Regions from separate parts of the Rattus norvegicus genome. Here region 2 is linked to region 1. The links are chromatin contacts, called in public Hi-C maps. All regions are on one chromosome and are shown on one strand. Each heading gives the region's core, a stretch centred on a gene start, on an enhancer-like site or on the middle of the called end of the contact. The rest is flanking DNA. Distances are from core to core; before and after follow the strand shown.

What was found. Hi-C and Micro-C count contacts between places; a contact is called where the count stands out from the background.
Region 2: a Hi-C map of Schwann cells shows a contact between it and region 1, with 3 times the contacts expected there. The contact joins two enhancer-like sites. A contact is called at or near these places in 4 of 12 Hi-C or Micro-C datasets (Schwann cells, frontal cortex, hepatocytes and 1 more).

What each region holds. Positions count from the first base shown.
Region 1 is chr9:69,646,761-69,649,460 of GRCr8, reverse strand. No RefSeq gene overlaps it. Among named protein-coding and RNA genes, the nearest start is that of Cd28, 12 kb to the left of the region's middle. Within about 2 kb of position 1,435, at least 4 of the 93 cell types and tissues checked have an H3K27ac peak or open chromatin away from gene starts, as enhancers often do.
Region 2 is chr9:69,759,450-69,762,149 of GRCr8, reverse strand. No RefSeq gene overlaps it. Among named protein-coding and RNA genes, the nearest start is that of Ctla4, 53 kb to the left of the region's middle. Within about 2 kb of position 1,354, at least 30 of the 93 cell types and tissues checked have an H3K27ac peak or open chromatin away from gene starts, as enhancers often do.

The DNA.
Region 1 (2,700 bases), core at 186-2,685:
GAAATAGGAAGGAGAGGTACTTGGGAAGGAGAGAGGGAGCTGAGTGGTGACATGAGAGAATCCAGAAGCTATGGCAGGTAGATGAAGAATTTGGGTGCCAGCCTGGACTATATACAATCAGTTTGCAGCCAGCCTGAGCTATGCGATCTCAAAAAGAATGCACAAAAGGAAAAACAGGAAAAGACCACTAAGACCAGATAAATCTAGGATTTGTGTAAGAATGCACCTAGAACACCCACAACACCAACGCTACATATGGTGTCTTTTACATATTGCCTTGAGAAGAAGTCCAGACGACTTCAGTGCTCACAGAATGTAGCTCCCATGGCATCCCAGCCCACTCAGACTTGGAGTGCCTAGCACCGAGCTCATCGATCTGCCCAATCGCAGACTCTGGATGGAGACTGGGAATATGGGGAAACCTTATCCTCTCAGGGCTTGGCTCTGAGCTAATTTCTCCTGATATTGCTCACACTGTGACATTTACTCATGTTTGCTGGACCAAATTATTATCAGGCTCTTCTGGGGAAACCACAGTTGTGCAGCTCTAAACGGAACAAGTAAGACCGGAAGTGTATGTAAGTCACGTGAAGTCACCTTAGAAATGCATTCATTCACCCTATAGACTGGAAGATTAAGAGAATTCCCATATCCCCTCAAAAATGTCAGCCTTGAAGAAACGTGGAGGAAGAAGACCCTAATCTACCTGGAGAGGCACGTGTGAGCAGGGTCACATGATACAGAGAATACAGACCATAGTCAGGAGGGGAACTTGCTTTTCAGGCACAGTATACACTACCAATAAAAGTCTTAAGGGGCCTGGCCTGCTTGCAGACCCACAAAGAGTTGGGTGACGTGAAAGTGAAATTTCACCAAGGAAGGCTTGGGCTGTGGCAGACTTGTCAGTCACCACGAATCTCCACACCATGCTTGGATCTTACTCTGTGAACTGAGTTCAGTGCAGAAGTCTTACAGTAAGACAAACCCCTGCTTTGATGTCATGGACTCAGGAGGCATCTGCATAATGGATCCAGTGTTTAAAACAGGTCTGCTCGCCAATGTCGGTTTCATATGATTGTTATCAGTGGCCTTAAGCTCTGTGTCCAGCCTGACTGCTGAGCGCTCAGAGCAGAGGAAGGTGAAAGCGGGCCTTAGGGGACTTCCAGCTCAGGGCCACTACAAGCAGTGAAGTGGCTCCTTCCCACTTGTGCCTTAAATCTTGGTATTTTTCTGTTGTTGAGTTTGGAAAGGATAATAAATTACTGTCTTCCACTTGCTGACTCAGTTTTAAATCAAGTGAGAAAGATTAAGAAAGGCAAAGGAGTCAGGCTGATGGGCAGAGAACTGTCCCTGAGAAAAACCACTGGAGACGGTGACTGAGACCTGCAGCCACAGAAAGCAGCCCAGAATTCTGCACATTTATACAACCGGCCACAGGCATCGCTGGAGAACCACAGACACTGCCTCCAAGGATAGAGTCTTTACTCCTAGCTAGCGCGTGGTACAGAAAAAAGGTTGGTCAGGAAGGTGGGGATGAGACACAAGAGAGTCGGGGGCGGCGGGAGGTGTGACATCAGGGGAGCAATTGTTTAAATCAAGAGAAAAGGCGAGATTTCAAATCCACAACAAAATGCATCACGAGAAGGAAAACTGAAGGCCTGAGAAACAGAAAGAAAAAAGAGGAAGTGACCAGTTTCTTAGTGTCCATTGTCTAGGATCAGAAGCTACAGACTGACAAATGATGGTCCCTTTTGCAGTTCACCCATATTATCTCAGAAAACCCATGTGTGGGAGCTTGTAGTCCATGTTATTGATGAAGAGACCTAGGAAACAGCCACAAAGGACTCAGGCACACTTCCCCCAGCTCTTAGATGCCTTGACTTCTTGTTTTTTGTCATTAAATCACAGCTTCCGAATAAACTCCACCTAAGCTGTATGAACTGATAGGAGAAGCATCAGAAACTATACTCCCGTGGATCATGAGTTCAAGGTCAACCTGGGTGGCATGAGACCTAGTAAAAAGGAAGGAAGCAAGCAAGGCAGGCAGGCAGGCGAGCAGGCAGGCAGGAAGACGAGCTCACACCTTGTAGCTCACACCTTGTGGTGGGCGACGGGTGAATATTCTGTGCATTCTTATATTCAGTTTTTAGTCTTTGGTGATATGACCAGACACTGCTTCTGTCTCTTCTCCCTCCCTCCAAAATGCAGAAATAGAAGCATTTTCATTTCAGCAAAGAGTGAGAATATGGCACTTAACTCGAGGGTGCCACCTCAGACAGTCATCTAACCTCTCAGGCTTGCTACTGTTGCTGTCTGTGCTGAGAAATTCAGACTTCCAAAAATATCACTGGTAAGGTGGCTGAGCGGTGGAAGTGGCAGACTGGATAATGATTTGCACTATGTCTTCAGATGTGGTCCCTAAGGACGCCGAGGCTGCAGCCCACAGGGACTGGGAAGGCTATGGCTGGCTGCTGGACTTTACCCAGGTCCTGGAGGTCATGGTTTCAAAACAAATGATGTCTGTTATTTTTTCAGATTGCTGCATAGGGAACATTTATGAAAATGTACAATTTGTACCCAATATTATGGGCACAGTCTCTCAGATCTATCTAACTCTAAATCTACCACTCTTTCTAGTTCTTGGAAATCCAGTCTCTGAATTGGTCTACAAACTGGACAAAGTGTGTGTGGTGTATCTGC
Region 2 (2,700 bases), core at 105-2,604, 110 kb before region 1:
TCCCCTCAGAGCTAGAGACTCAGCCTTCTAACCATCTCTATTCTCACTTCCTCATACTTCCCCTCCACACTTCCCCCAAGTCCCATGAGTGTTTAGTAATAGTTATAAGAAAGGCCACCGAGCAAAGACTTAAAAGGGAACAGTGAATTTCAGACTAGAAAGTCACATCTTCGAGACATGATTCTTAGGTTATTTGAAATATTGAGATTATCTAAAGGGATTAATGGTTGGGATATTTTCTTAATGGAAACACATGTTCTAAAGGAAAGCAGAGCACGTGGGAGGGGAACTCCCAGACACCAGGAACTCCATATTTACATATTACTGCTGCCTTTTGCTTGCCCTTTGTTTCTTGCTATCTCAGAGCTACGTTTTTTCTTAAGTCAAATGGCTGTAGAGTTAACATTGTCCCTGCACAGCTCACACGGGCGCTTCATTATAAAGGGGGTGGCAAAGGGGGGCTTATTATCATCAATAATATTAGGGAAGAAATGGATGAATTTAAATAGAATAGCTAATGAATATGACATAATAATCAAGAATCAGGTCAAGGGTTTAATACTTGAATTCTATTACTATTACTACGATAACACAGCAAAGAAGTCACACAATCAGGAAAGATACCTAAAGCCATTCGAGAAAAAAAAAATCTACACAGACTTTTGATTTTAAAACCTCTTATATTAAAAAGACATGCAAAAAAATGTTTCAAGCATATCAGCTGTACTTTCCTTAATTTCTGCCTTGCTCAGCTAGTTGTGTTTCCTGCATGTTCCTCATCTGCATGCCTATAACAAGAGAAGCTTCAAAAGCCCATGCTTTCAAAAATGGTCTCTCCCCTTTTTTAATAAAGGCTACAAAAGTGCTGGTCAGCGATAACAAGCATGAAGGAATGGGGTCTGAAAAGAGCTCCATTGTCTGAGGCAATTTAAAAGGCTGGTACTTGTTGCAGTATTTTCATTTGGTGAATATTACTAGTCATGGCCTTAATTTATTAATGTACAGTCTGGAATCAGATACGCAATCTCCAATAACAACTGCGTGAAAGACCTTTCACTCTGGCGGCCGGGCCAAGCTCAGCAGGCTAGAGGCAGAGACACAGAATGAATTTTGATCTATCTTTTTCTAAGGGAAATTGACAGCAGACATTCCTATCTCTTTCTAACAACTCAAGCTGACTATAATTAGAACACAAAGGCCAGTCATTCAGCTCTCCCACCCCTGGCCTTTCCCGCAGCTTCCACTCCGCGGAATGAATGCTGGCAGCCCTGAATCATTTTCAAGTCACTGGGAATGCTTCGCAGTCAGCAGAGCATGTATTTATGTCTACTTTCTTCATTGCAGAGTGATTTGCCTGTGTTCCAAGTCACAGGGCATTATTATTGAAAGGCCTCTGAGCAGCCCTGTCTAGACCAGTGGCTTTCAGCCCTGACTGGACATTAGAATAACTGTGGGCCTTTTTAAAGAGCTAATGATGTCCAGGCTACACCCTTGAAGAGCCCAATTTAGTTGGTTTGGTAAGTGGCCTTGGCTTTCCTAGTTCCCAAAAGCACCCCAAGGTGATTCCAATGTACAAATAGCCACGGTTAGAAACAACCACTCTTTAAAGGTTATTTTCATGAAATGAGCAAATGCAGATAGCCAACTAGGTGAGTGCAGATCTCAATGACTCACAAGGAGTTCCCAGCTAAGAAAACTTTTCCACATCCTGTCAGTAAAGCAAAAGATGAGTTGTGGCAGCTACTCTGATACCTTAACAAAACACAGGGGCATCCAACTCTGGGAGAAAATAACTACTGTTTTACTTACTAACAATAAATTAAAAATCAGATATATTTAAACCCATAAGGCTTTAGATGTTAACTTGCAGAAAATGAATGTGATATGGTCCAAATACATTTTGTATGGAAAGATAAAAATTATATTTGTTCATTGAAGATGTGCCCAAGGGCTAAATGACTTTACTGCCCTCTGGAACATTAGTCAGTTTTATTTTAAAATTATTAAATGTATCCCAGTATTCATTCTCTCTCCTCTCTTTTCCCTCCTCTCCCTTTCTCCCTCTATCCCTACCTCTACTAGGTCATTTGCCTTCTTTTGTCTCACCTTCATAATTAACCTTAGCATGCTTCCAGTTACCTCATTAATGAGAAATAAAACATTGACTTGCTTTCCCACATATTTATGTAAAAACAGTGAGTGTAAGATTATGAGAATTATGTTTCGACACTTGAAAATGATGTAAATTTTATGAGGGCATTTTAAAATATTCAGAAAGCTTTAATTGGTCTGTCCAGATGTAATTTACGTTTGCCAAAAATATTATCTGTCAATCACATCCAAAAACCATAATGCTGCAGAATTTCACTTCAGACAAAGGCATGACACAGACCTAGTTGATTCTCCTTGAAAAACATAAAAATAAACGGGCAAGATATATGATGGTTAGCTCGCCCTTGCGGTCCCAGTGCTGGAGAACCGGATGGCTGACCAGCTCTGCTATCACCCAGGCCTAGATCCAGAACTTTGAGTTGGCCCACCCCAAAATCTACATTATCTGTGAATAGTTAGAGCATGTGAAAGCCGGTCCTGCTGATCTGAAACTACAGAATCTCTCAGACAACAGCAGGATAAATGGGAGGAGTCCCAGTACTGAGGATCCAGTGCTGATGGTGGAGCAGAAGCCAGAGGCCTTGAACC